Linked DNA regions of Sus scrofa: all the other regions are linked to region 2. A link is a contact called in public targeted proximity ligation data. All regions are on one chromosome and are shown on one strand. The core of a region is the stretch at or near the end of the contact, and the rest is flanking DNA. Distances in the headings are between cores, read along the strand shown. Region 1 overlaps ETV6 (transcription factor ETV6). Region 2 overlaps ETV6 (transcription factor ETV6). Region 3 has its middle 36 kb from the start of BCL2L14.

What was found.
Region 1: a targeted proximity ligation map of alveolar macrophages shows a contact between it and region 2. A contact is called at or near these places in 1 of 47 Hi-C or Micro-C datasets (liver) and 1 of 2 datasets of targeted methods (alveolar macrophages).
Region 3: a targeted proximity ligation map of alveolar macrophages shows a contact between it and region 2. A contact is called at or near these places in 5 of 47 Hi-C or Micro-C datasets (embryonic fibroblasts, epiblast stem cells, fetal heart ventricle and 2 more) and 1 of 2 datasets of targeted methods (alveolar macrophages).

The regions. Positions count from the first base shown.
Region 1 is chr5:60,669,732-60,674,365 of Sscrofa11.1, forward strand. The region is part of intron 1 of ETV6 (transcription factor ETV6); the gene reads right to left. Among named protein-coding and RNA genes, the nearest start is that of ETV6, 100 kb to the right of the region's middle.
Region 2 is chr5:60,530,655-60,534,757 of Sscrofa11.1, forward strand. ETV6 (transcription factor ETV6) reads right to left here. Exons shown (of 8, transcript XM_005652587.3): 6 at 3,411-3,553; 7 at 1,162-1,262. Among named protein-coding and RNA genes, the nearest start is that of BCL2L14, 170 kb to the left of the region's middle.
Region 3 is chr5:60,391,547-60,396,215 of Sscrofa11.1, forward strand. No RefSeq gene overlaps it. Among named protein-coding and RNA genes, the nearest start is that of BCL2L14, 36 kb to the left of the region's middle.

The DNA of each region.
Region 1 (4,634 bases), core at 105-2,604, 140 kb after region 2:
AGAAACCAACCATTGTGTTCAGCTGGAAGAGGAGGGCAATTTACATCGCAGCTCGACATACCAACTGGTTTGACTTGCAGTCCACACAGAAACATAACTTCCGTTCGTTTCTGTGGTTTAACTGGGCAAAGTAAAGTGGGACACACACGGTCCAAAAATAAGGTGGTGGTGGGGTGGTGGGTGGTGGTAGGAGATCCGTAAGTTGCCATTGTGAAAACAAAAATCAAGAGCAGAAGAAAAAAAAAAAAAACAGATTAAAATAAAGCGAAGGGGGTGTTTACGTTTTGGAAAGAGTTCTCTAACATTTTAGACTCTATCAACTGTGCAAAGGGAAGCAGGGGAGTCCCCCAGCCCTGGACCAAAATGAAGCTTCTCTTCTGCTTATAACCTGGAAAGTTTGGTGGTTGTGGTAGGAAGTTTCAATTTTAAATGAATATATACATACTTTTTTTGTAATTTCCGAATGGAATCACTATACCGTTCCTGAGGCATCCTCTACTGGCAACTAGGGCATTTGAAACACTTCTGTTTAAACGCACTTCTTAAAGTTTCCTAGTGAATTTTTTTTTTGTTGTTGTTGTTGTTTTATGCTTTTACCTGCAGCATATGGAGGTTCCCAAGCTAGGGGTCAAATCGGAGCTGCAGCTGCCAGCCTACGCCAGAGCCACAGCAATGCCAGATCCGAGCTGTATCTGCGACCTACACCACAGCTCATGGCAACACTGGATCCTTAACCCATTGAGCAGCGAGGCCAGGGATCGAACCTGCAACCTCATGGTTCTAGTCAGATTCATTTCCACTGCGCCACCACAGGAACTCCCTCCTAGTGAATTTCTTACTGAAGGGCAGACACCCTCGATTTAAATTTCACCTCTGGATCAATCAAGGTGTCCTATGAAAGGTAGCCCAGAGGCAACACCTTCCACTTCACCTTTTGTGAACTTCACCAAACATCACACATATTTGGGGCAACTCTAACTTAAGGATGAGTTATATTTTTGGTGTTTGGTTTGGGGGTTTTGAGGTGAAAAAGGCAAAGACAAACACACATATGGGAAACATACAAAATATGTTTGGGGGTTTTCAAGGTGAGATAGGCTTTTTTTTTTTTTAAACAGTTAAACATAGTCTGTTTTTCTAGTGTAAAAAATTCTCCATAGGCTTCAACCCTCAACTAACTCCCCACCAATATACGTCTAGCTATCTTATCTACCGTTAACTTTATTCCCAGAAATAGCTTTCTGTTTTGTTGGGGTTTTTGCAGAAGTGAAACTGTTGATGAAGAAAACATCGTGCAGCCAGAGCTTTCAAATGGCATGGCGCGAGCGCGAGAAAAAAAGAAGGTGGCATTTCGTAAGACAGTGACTTTCTCTTAAAGCCAGGAGAAACTGACAAGATCCTGTAACTGGTCCGGACGCGTGAGAGAGGCCACCTCAAGCCCAGCTCCTCACCCTCACCGGCTCCATCGAGGTGGGAGGAACCCAGCCCTCACAGCAGATTTGACTTTGTTTCTTGGGAAGTCGATCGCGAAGCCTGCTGAGAAAAGGGTCGAGGGAGGTGTCACCTTGAAAATGTATACACTCTGACTTGCTACATTATCGTGTTGGGCCTTCTTTTTGTTGTCCTTTCTTTGGAGCAGCCCCCTGTGTGTTTCCATTTGTGCCTGGTCCCCTGTCCTTATTGCCACCTGAGTCCACACGGCACGGCCGGACCCCTCGTGCCCAAACAATTCGAGATGAAAACCGCCACACTATGTCATGATGACACCCCTAAAAAGAAGGCCCGAGACTAAGGGATTGTGGACCTCGAGGGCCGTGTACTCTTGGTGATGGTTTTCACTCAGCAATAGAGCAACACCTTAAGCCTGGGATGGAGGCTCTTTTCAAAAGGTTCGCTGACATGTGGAATCTGAAAAAAAGGACAGACTGAACTTCTTTGCAGAACAGAGGCTGACTCACAGACTTTGAAAAACTTATGGTCTCCGGAGGAGACAGTTTTGGGGGGTGCGGGATGTGCTTGGGCTCTGGGATGGAAATCCTGTGAAATTGTGATGATCATGATATAACTACAGATGTGATAAATTCATTGAGTAATTAAAAAAAAAGTTTCAAGGACGAGATTTGTGCGAAACAAAAGAAACGGTAGGTACTTTGACTAAAGGGGGAAAAAGCAAAATGTGCTTTTGGGCCCTCAAACAATATGCTAGTGGCCACACACCTACAGTGACCCTGGGTTTGTGGCCAGCAGCGGGAAAGGGGACCCCAGAAAGGATGCTGCCCAGTGTGGGCTCCTGTCCAAGGAGAACCAAACTCACACCTGGGGACCCCACACCACAGACGCATCTCCTTTATCTCTCTTTTTGTTCCTCTCTGGGGTGACTGACATGGTTCTCATTCTTTTTTTTTTTTTTTTTTTTTGGCTGCATCTGCGGCACATGGAGGTTCCCAGGTTAGGGGTTGAATGGGAGGAGCTACACAGCCACAGCCACGTGGATCCAAGCCGCATCTGCAACCTACACCATAGCTCACGCATGCTAGATCTTTAACCCACAGAGTCAGGCAAGGATCGAACCCGAGTCCTCATGGATATTAGTCGGGTCCATGACTGCTAAGCCACAATGGGAACTCCTGGTCCTCATTCTTAAATCTACTGCTGTAACCATGCACCTAATATCCACTGTGGCACAATCCCCAGACTGTCAGCCATTAGAAACATGAAATAAATAGCGTCATCTTTGGGAGTTCACATTATGGCTCAGCAATAATGAACCCGACCAGTATCCACGAGGACATGGATTGAATCCCTGGCCTCGCTCAGTGGGTTAAGGATCCAGCATTGCCATGAGCTGTGGTATAGGTCGCAGACGTGGCTCAGATCCCACGTTGCTGCAGCTGTGGCTCTGGCTGGACCCCTAGCTTGGAAACTGCCATATCTTGCAGGTGTGGCCCTAAAAAGACAAAAAATAACATACTGCTCTCTTTGATGGAGACACCCAGACAGAGAGGCTTAAAGAGATGAACATCCCCAAATAAAGGAAACTTCTTTATTCTCAGAACTGCGTCTCTAGTCTCAGCCCAAGGAAGGGAAGGGGAGTACCAGCTTACGGGGCATTTACCTCTAGAGCACGTTGTCAGCCGGATGAAAACCAGAGGTGTTTTAGTTTAACATGACAGAGGGGAATAACGATTTCCCCAAGAGGACTATAACCACTGCTCTAATTAAATTAAAATGCTGCAGACAGTGATGTTAATGCCTTCGAGTGGCGGAGGAGGATACACTGCCTGTGGAGGTCAATGGTGTGACGACACATGCCGTGATGTGGTTACATTATTGTTTGGATGCTGCAGAAGGAAAACATGCTGCTTTCCCACGTGCCCGCACAACCTCTGAAACCTATGGGCAGAACAAAAGGGAGCCCTGCCACTTCTCAGGCCAGTTGTGATATCTCTGAGAAGGGAGTGGGGTGGGGGGTGGGGGCTGGAAGAGCAGCACAAAGCTCTGGAAAGAGAAAATAAGGCTAAAAATAGTTTTGGGCAATGGATGAAATGTAAATGTTACTCACCATTATAGAAAGCCGAAAAAAAAAAAAATGAAATGGAATATGGAGTGGGGAGGCTGCAAGCACATTGTGGAAACCAAAGGGAGCTCTATCTCCCCTCTCCTCACTCCTCCCCAACCAGAAAAGGCCAGAGGGAACCCATCTAATTCTGCTCATTTTTGAACCAACTGCTTAAAACCTGTGACTTTCACATAAACCAAGCTTATAGGCTTTGTGTTCAGGAGGAGAATGGTGTTTCGCCTCTCCCTGCCCCCACTCCATTCCTGCCTTTTAGAAAAGAGTTAAAAACTGAATATTCTTATTACCAAAAGAAGAGTCTTGGAGTTCCCTGGTGGCCTAGTGGTTAAGGATCCATGTTGTCACAGTGATAGCTTGGGTTTGATCCCTGGCCCAGCAACTTCCACACACTGTGGGTGTGGCCCAAAAAAAGTCTTTCCTTTTCAAAATTATTCAATTGGGAGTTTCTATCAATCACAGGGATCCCCTAGTGCATTTATGCATTTGTTTTTACGCCATTAATAAGTTTTTGAAAACCCTGCAGCCCGGAGAAACTGAAATGTGAACCTTCTGCAAATAAAGTTAAACCATTTCTGGAACTGAGAAAAACAGAAATAAAGTTTGGCTGTGCAGTCCACCCATATCTGGGTGGGTTCAACCAACCACGGAGTGAAGACATTTGGGGGAAACATTTTTTTCGGAAAGTTCCAAAAAGCAAACTTGAACTTGCCACATGCTGGCAACTATTTATATAGCATTTACATTGTATTGGGTATTAGAAGTGATCCAGAGATGCTTCGGAGGGAGGGTGTGCATAGATGATATGCAAATACTGTGACATTTTATATCAGGGAGTTAAGCCTCCATAGATTTTGGTATCCTCAGGGGTCTTGGGACCAGATCCCATCAGATCATACCGACAGACAATTGTACTTGCAAAAAGATGGTTTAGAGTTAAATTCATCGGAGACAGAGTGGCATGCTGATAATGTTCAATATTGGGAGGTCAGGATCTCTTTTCCACCCTGTATCTTTTGAGGAAAGCTGCCTGGGAAAGATGATGCTTGTACCACAGTCA
Region 2 (4,103 bases), core at 592-3,091:
CCACTGAGCGAGGCCAGGGATCAAACCCACAACCTCATGGTTCCTAGTGGGATTTGTTTCCACTGTGCCACGATGGGAACTCCTTGACAAGCCTTGTTTGATGGGAACTTCTTGACAAGCCTTTTTTCGACTGTTCTTACTGCTCCTAAGTTATCATGCCTTCGCAGTGCTAAAGCCCAGGTTCACTGCACTTAGCCCAGTAAGCTCCTCAGTGTCATCCTGTCATCTTCTACCCAAACCCACATCTCTAGCCCCCTCCGTGACTCTCTTCTGTCCCACCTGCCAACACCCAGAACCTATGGTTGTGCTTGTGACCCCACCTTCTCCCGAGCTTCATGTGGTCTCACCACGTCAATCACACCAGGGTCAGAGGGCTACGTCCCCCTCTTCTGATTGGTCCTTTAGCTCCCTTCTCCTTCCTCTTTTATTGTTTCTCCTCTCTGGCACAGAACTTGGAATCACAATCTATGAGGTAGGTTAACCTGTCGGAACTCATTAGCTGTGCGGGATTTTGGAAAGAGGAGCGTCTAATGCAATAGCTTTCAGACTTTTGAACTGCCTCGTAAAGGGCAGTAGACTTGAGACCGACCTGGGCATGTATGTGTTAAAAAAGCAAATGTTAAAGCAATATACATATATGCCCAGGTCTGTCTCAAGTCCCTGGCGGTGCAGGGCAGCTGGCAGTGTGTATCATGAATGCAGGAGGCAGGAGAGCGGACCAGAGGTAGAGATTGTTGAATTCATCTAGGAGTCAATCATGCAGTCTAGACATCAGCCTACAGTGTCAGGGAAGCATGATAATAATATAATAATAATGCTCCTGCCTCGCTTTCATTTTCCAAGTCTCAAGGGAGTTGGGTCCTTGCTTTGCTGTTCGTTACTGATTGTTCCCTTTAACAGTGGATATAAAGGCCAGATAATACAATCTGAGCATTGCTTTATTTTAAAGGTGTGTTTATTCGTAGTTTTGTCTTTGGGATGGATATAAGTTAATTTTTTTTTTTTCAGTGTAACAAACCAGCATCTGGTATCCAGTGTGTAGCAGCAATGGTGCTGAGGATCAGATAGGCAGGTAGCAATCTGAACCATCTCCCTCCTCCCTCTTATTTGAAGAAAACAATATCCTCCCCAAAGAAGGAAAGCAGAAAAAGGAAGTGCTACCTGAACAAAAGCCTTTGTCCTGGCTCCTTCCTGATAATGTTTAGTTTGTAGTAGTGGCGCAGGGCTCTGGACATTTTCTCATAGGTCATGTTTGTTCTGTTCTGTTTGTTCAAAGGAGGAAGAGAGAGAGAAAAAAAAAAGCACAAAGACACAATGAAATGAACCTCAGAAAAGGTGCTGGAGGAGCTATTAAAATGCAGCTCTTCAGCTGCTCCTGGGGCCCTGCCAGTGGGGAAAGCTCCCTGCTAACCTGCTCCCTTCCAGGCCCACTGTGCTGCGTTTTCACCGACGCCAAGGCCCAGGTTTCTCCCGAGGTGACTCAGCCTTGGTCAGGAGGCTGGAGCTCCCGCTAACAAAGCACACCCACGGTGGCCTCTGGACTTCCTCTCCCAGGACTGCGCTCTGCTGTGCCTGAGGAATTTCCTGCAGACCACCCCTCCCTCCCCATTCTGGGGGGCATCCTTCACCTTCTGACCTGCAGAGAATTTCTTTTTTTTTTTCCTTTTTTTAAACATGACCTTTGTCCAACTTGTGTTTCTGGCTTGTCATTTTTAAGGAAGAGATTTTTTTTTTTGGTTTAAATTTCTGTTGTGGAAGCAAGAATCCAGTGGCTCCAGGCCCCGGGGCCAGGGCACACTGTGGGAGTTGTTGCAGAGCGATTTTTCTCAGTGACTCACGCGATGGAGCGTGTCAGTGGGACCTGGCCATATTTGGTCATAGCCTCTGGTAGGTCCTCCTCAGTGGGGCAAGAGCATGGGCTGCGGACCATGGAGGCTGCAGCCAGGGCAGAGCTGGGCTGTACCCTCTCTGTGCCCTCCCCATCTGGAGGTGAGACTTCAGGGTGCCTGGCCAACTTGGCCTCACATCTATCTGTCTGTGGGTAGGCTTGGGTCTTGGTTACTCAGCAGGGGGAAGTTCCCAGGTCAGGGATTGAACCTGGGCCACAGCAGTGACCTGAGCTGCTGCAGTGACAATGCCAGGTCCTTAACCCACTGTGCCACCAGGGAACTCCTCACTTAAAAAAAAAAGTCGCAATACAGATTTATCTATTAAAAATGTTTTTTGGCAGGGGACCACTTTGCTCTATTTTATTTTATTGTGGTAAGAACACTGAACATGAGATCTACCGTCTTAACAAATTTTTAGGTGCATAATACAGCAGCGTTAACCATAGGTAGTGTTGAACATCGGATTTCTAGAACTTAACTCATCTTGTTTAATGATTGATTAGTAATGCTGCTTTTCTGCCTCTCCCCAGGAGAGTTGCTTCCTGTGACTGGCTTATTTCACTTGACATGGCTGGACCTTGAGGACGCTATGCTGCAGAATCGCCTTTTTTAAGGCTGAATACTATTCCATTGCATGGATATAGCATGGTTTCTAGACCCATTCGTTCATCAGTGGATGTTTAGGTTGTTTTACACTTTATACCTATACACATTCACAGTTTTCATAACTTACAAAAGACTATATATATATACGTTGTCTTTTTAGGGCTGCACCTGTGGCATATGGAAGTTCCCAGGCTAGGGGTCGAATTGGAGCCGTAGGCTGCAGCCATAGCCACAGTAATGCTGGATTTGAGCCGCATCCACAGCCTATGCTGCACCTTGAGGCAATGCTGGATCCTTAACCCACTGACCAAGGCCAGGGATTGAACCCACATCCTCATGGACACTTACTAGATGGGTTCTTAACCTGTTGAACCACAACGGGAACTCCAACGATATCTTTAAATTTGATTCCCTCCCCTCTATGTGGAAAATTCTGGGGCAGTCAGACTTCTTGCACTGTTTGCTTTTAAAGGAGATGTTTTCAAGTCAGGATAAGTATTTTCCATGTAGAATGGGGCTTTGGCAGCCACAGGGCTTTCTAACGGAGCAGAACAGAAGCGATACTTCCAAAGCCCCTGTGGGTCACAGAGTCCTGCAGGGCATCCCTGGTACCCAGTTCTTAATGCTGGCGTGGGCGGCAGGGCCAGGCCACGGGAGGGAGTGATGGTTCCTCCTAACGAGCCCTATCAGGCGGGGATGTGCTGAGTTAACTGGCACCTGGCACAAGGGCCAAATGGAAAGGGGCATCTTTAATTATTTCCTTCCCTTTGCAAACTGTCTAATTGTTTGTCCAGTGAAGAATAAACTAGCTAATTACTGCCAGACTTAGGAAGCAGAAGACAATTATCCTCCAACCCAGGGATGAAGGCGGGACTTGGCCCTTGTTTACAGGACACATATCTGCGGCCCTTTTACCTTATGGTTTCCCCACAGTCGAGCCAGTCCATTGGGATCCACTATCCGGAATATTTTGGATTCTTTGTCCTCCCATCGGATGAAGTTTTCGTACCGGCTGTCAGAAAGCAACTGATAGACGTAATCCCAAAGCAGTCTACAGTCTACAGAGGAAAAGGGCGAGAAAACACGTTGACAAGGTGTCTTGCTGAAGTACCATGAGCAAAAAAAAAATCGGAAAATAATCAAGTGACTGCATTTGCTTACTTTGGTTTGATTGTCTAACTTCCTCGTTTTACAGTGAGGAGACCAAGGTGCAGAGAGGCCTGTGCGATGGTGACCTTGACCTGTGGAGGACTTTGAGACTGTCCAAGCCCAGCATCTGCCCCCAACAGATGAGGACTTAGCAACCTGGAGAGAGGATGTGACAGCTCCATGGTCACGACCAATGACTTGAACTTGAGCAGAGCCCACGTGAGAGACAGAACAAGCTCTAACTGCAAAGGCGGCTGAAGACAGGCTGGTAGAGAGTGTCCCCGTGTTGCAAAGGGAGTGGCAGGGTGTCAACGGTGGGGCTAAAGGTGACTTTGGTTTTGGAGGGTGGTACGGAATGGATAAAGATGTGACGATTGAGTTCGGCTAGAAAATGGCAGAAAAAGAAGTCTGATGCATGAAAAAATGTGGGACAAGAAAATCCACGTGGTTTGGAGACGA
Region 3 (4,669 bases), core at 1,680-4,179, 140 kb before region 2:
GCCATGATGGGAACTCCTGTGTCTCATTTTTGAGCATAAATCAATAGCTAAGGATCATCAGACTCCTGAGAGACACCAACAAACTAGAAGACAGAGGTCAAAGTTCACGTGTGTAGAAATGATCAATTTGAAGAAAAAGAAAATATTGTAAGAAAGGGGCAAAAGCTTAAAGAAAAAATTCTAAGTATCTTTAGACAGATGAGAAGATATTGCAGCCGTGAAATTAGAATGGATGCCATTAAAACAAACAAACAAAAAAAGGGAATATCAGAAAATAAGAAAGAGCTCCTGGAAACTAAAATGATTAGAGTAGAAATTTTAAAATTCAATAGAGTTTGGAAGATAAAATTGAGGGCTTTCTTCCATAAAGCAGTAAGAAAGAAAAGACTGGAAAACGGGACACCAGGTTGGCACATTTTTCCTTTACAACCACCACCCCCTTTCTCTTTTCTCCTTTCACTGTTGATTGGGGGTGGGGGGGAATACTAAACTTCCTTTCCTAAACTTTCCTATAATTAGATTTGACTTTTGACATATTTCTAGTTAATGAATCAAAATTTGAAATCAAAAGTGGCTTTCTGGAAAGACTTTACTTCCTTGTTACAGATGCACTACTTTTTACTTTCTTCCCCTTCCCCCTTATTTCTTATGAATGTAGATGTGATGGCTGGAGCTGCAGCAGTTATCTTATGGCCGCGAGTGGGAGGTCAAGAGAATTCCAGAGATCTTTGCCCTGACATTCTTGGGGCTCTGAAACAATACCAGTATAACTGCCTCTTGACTTCTTATGTGGGAAGCAGACAAACCCACTTCGTTTAAGTTTCTGTTTAATTGGTAATTCTTCTACTCCTAGTTGAATCATATTCATAATACAAAGAGAATGGTTAAAAAAAAAAAAACCCTAGAATTCTAGTCAAGTGGTCCAATATTCAATTGTTATGAATTTCAGAAAGAGAAAATAGAAATAACCAGTGGGAAAAATTATCAAAGGAATAATAGAAGAAAATATCCCAGACAGAACTGAGCTTTCATATCTTAAAATAACACATTAGCCCAAGTCACTAAAAATCAGCAGGATGTGGAATGGAAGTACTTCACAGTTTGCTTTCAGATAAATGGACTGGAGGTCAGGAAATTGGCTTTACTACAATAAAGGATTGTATAGTAAAATGAATTACCATTGTGTAGATTTTCAAGGGGTTTGTTAATAAATACTAAACCCAAAATGTTTCATTTTAAAGAGGATAGAAACTTGTGGAAACATAGTAATACCTAGGGTATCCATTGAACAAAGTGGTTTAAGTTGGGCTGTTGGTTTATACCTGGAAATCACCCACCATATTTTGTATTAAAAGTTGCTATTTGGAAAGATTGTTCTGAATTCATACAGACCTGGTTCTGATCTCAGCTGTATGGTGCAGGCAATGTCCCTAACTTCTCTGCACTTAGTTCCTCATATGGCTGGCTACTTTAGAGGTTACTGAGGGGACAAACGGACATTCTGTATTGAAAGCTGGCACAGGGCTGGCATTTCTTCCATGTTAATTCCTGGTAAGGATGTTTCTTAAATCGGGATGCAATGTGTACCCACATACTATAGCCTTCCCTTCTTCCTTGGTTTTAGCTCATAAGAGCTCAGAGTACCTTCAAGATTATCTGGTGGTGGTTCCCAAACTGAGACTCCTCAGCCCTTAGGGCTTGGGAAAGTTATACCTAGGGTCTCAATGTTTTATTTTTTTTTAATTTTTCTTAATGGATTTTATTAGGTTCTCAATGTTTTAAAAGTCTAACAGTAGTCATACCTGCACCGAGGAGCACGATAAGGTCTAATGTCTTTGTTTCTAAGATGTAAAGTCATTATGGTAACTGGTTGCTTCATGATGATCAGAAGCTCGTTGGACATTTATACATCCGATTACCAAAGACAGAAAAGTCGGTAGTTACTTTTTTAGAGGTGAATTTTGGAAGGGAATGTCTTTAAAATCATGGGAAAATAGTGAAGAGGGTAGTGAGCCTGGGACACTAAGTTTCCAAATAGATTGAGTCACTTGCCTAAGGTCACACAGTGGCCTAGCAGCAATGCCAAGACTAGAACTGATTTCTCCTGATGCCTAGTTGTCTGCAAGTTCCACTACTGACAATAGCTCTGCAGACCGAATTTCCTTTCCAGCACTAAATAGTGCTTTGGTCACCGTACAACCATACTGTGTATGATGCCAGATGTTAACTAGACTTATTGTGGTCATCATTTTGCAGTGTAGACAAATATCAAATCATTACGTTGTACACCTGAAACTAGTATAATGTTATATGTAAATTATATCTCAATCAAGAAAAAAACCATATTGCTTCAGAAATTTGAAATCCAGGATATTGTCGTGTCAAGGGTACTTCAGCTCTCCTGTTCACTGGGACCCCAGGAATCATGGTAAGGGAGAACTTATCCTTGACAATTTGTCATGATTTAGAGGTAGAGCCAGAAGTTTCTTGCTTCCTTTTGTCAACCAATACATTTGTACTTTAAAAGATTTAAAATGCTTGATTATTTAAGAGACAGAGAAAACTCTGTTGCTTATTTATATTGTGTTTCGTGCCTGCGAAAAAACAGGAGATTTTCAGCCAAGGTTGCAATTCCCACGGGAAAGTAGACCAGGCATGAAATCTGAATGTATACCTGTCAGGAAGCTGCAGCCTTTGATTATTACAAAGATAAACGAGAGAACCAGGAAGAAAGCTGTTTTTATTAGTGGTCACCAGGTGGCGCTATACACTCGCTGTCAAATCCCCCAATTTGGGGAATTTGATTTGCTAAAGCGGGAGGGAGAAAAAGTACAGATAGTTCTGTAGTTTGGCTTGAACAGTGGAGCTGAAAGCAGAAGGTAAAAACCTGAAAGCATTTGCCCTCTTTAATTGTGTGCCAGAGAACACACTGGTGTTCTCCGAAATCAATGCGTCAATGAGAAGCTGGCTGATTGTTCAAGTGAGTGGGGACTCAGGAAGTGACTGGCTCCAGCAGCAAGAAAGCCCGGGTTGTTCTGCAAGGTGTACTCCTTTCTGTCCGACCGTCTGACCTTAAGGGGAAAGGCCATTTCCATTTCTATGCGGAAAACTCATTTCCTTTGTAGCTTCCTTTATTTTATTTTCTTCCTAGGAACTGCGAATTCTCCATCAGGTTGGGGCTGGGAGGAGGGGATGGATGAGGCAGTGAACCAGCAGTGCCCTTCTTCCTCCTTCCTCCTCCCCCACATAAGACTTCCAGCCCCTTAACCTATCCCTTTCTCCGGAGGAAAAGTACCTGTGCTAAATCCATGCCCATCGACCTTATGGGTTTTCCTGCCAGTCCTGATTTAAAATATCTTGAAGGATTGCTTACAAGGAGAAAATAAAGGAGAAAATAAAGCAACCCACTTTGCATTAAAAGGAGAAAATAAATGACCTCCCTCCCCCAGCCCCGTACCTCCCTACCCTAAAGCGTTTCCCTGGTATCACAGAGAACAACCGGCCACCTGTCTTCTGGCCCCTTGATTCTAGGCCCATGTGATGGTATAAGGTCGGCTCCAGAATGCTGCTGATGAAGCAGCAACTCCAGCAGGTTCTGGGGGTGCAGCCCCCGCACCTGCAAAGCCACACCTAGACACTGCTTGGAATCGGTGTTCCGGAAACAGTGGTTCTCATACCTTGGCATGCTTGGGGAGTTTGTTAAGGCAGATTGCTGGGCCCCATGCTCTGGGGAGCAGTCCCACGGTCTGGGAAGAAGAAGGTGAGAAATGCGCATTTTTACCAAGTTTCCCTGGGAGGCTGATACTGCTGTCTGGGGAGCAACTTTGAGAAACGCTTCATCAGAGCAAAGAGCTGGTGGGGGGAGGGGCAGCAGGAAGAAGCCCATGGCTGTGGTTTGCAAAAAAAAGTTTGGGGACTTTTTTCCCAGGGGGCATATGTGCCAGGACTGGGGGAGGGGGACATCAGGAGGGCCTGACCTCCACGAATTCTGCACACTTTTCTTCTTTCTAGACTAGTGGTTCTCAAACCTGGCAGCACATTGAATCGCTTTGGGAGCTTTCAAAAAAAGAGAGAAAAAAAAAAATCCCAATGGCTGGCTCCCAGCCTGAGCTCTTGATTTAATTGGTTGGAGGTGGTGTGTGCTTTGGATGGTTAAAAGTTCCCCAGGTGTTTATGATGTTCAGCCCAGTTTGGAAACCCACTGTTTTAGGGTCTCTGCTCATTGGATTCTTATACCTAATCCCCAGTGAGTGGAAGTACTAATCATTCATGGTGGAACCTTCCAGCTCTCTCTCACATCTCCCTTCCTCTGCCCATCTTTAGGCTGGAACACTCTTGCATGTCACTGACTACTGAATTCCTGTGTTTCCTGCAAAACCCAGTTCAAATATTTCTTACGTGGCGGAAACTTCCTGGCTTCCGCTGACAGTTACTTGCTTCTATCTCTGGCTCCTAAAGTACTTTGCATGCACTTGAATTATAACCTTTGTTTCACTGGATGGTGATCATTTGCCTTTGTATCTTCTCTCCCTACTTAATGGTGTACCCCTCAGGGGGGCTTAATAAAACTGTGATGGAATGAACCCCATAGCTGGAGATGTGGTTTAAAATGCAAAAGGTCGGATAAGGAAGTTGGTTAATTTTGATTCTGTTCAGCTCAGCGTCTCCT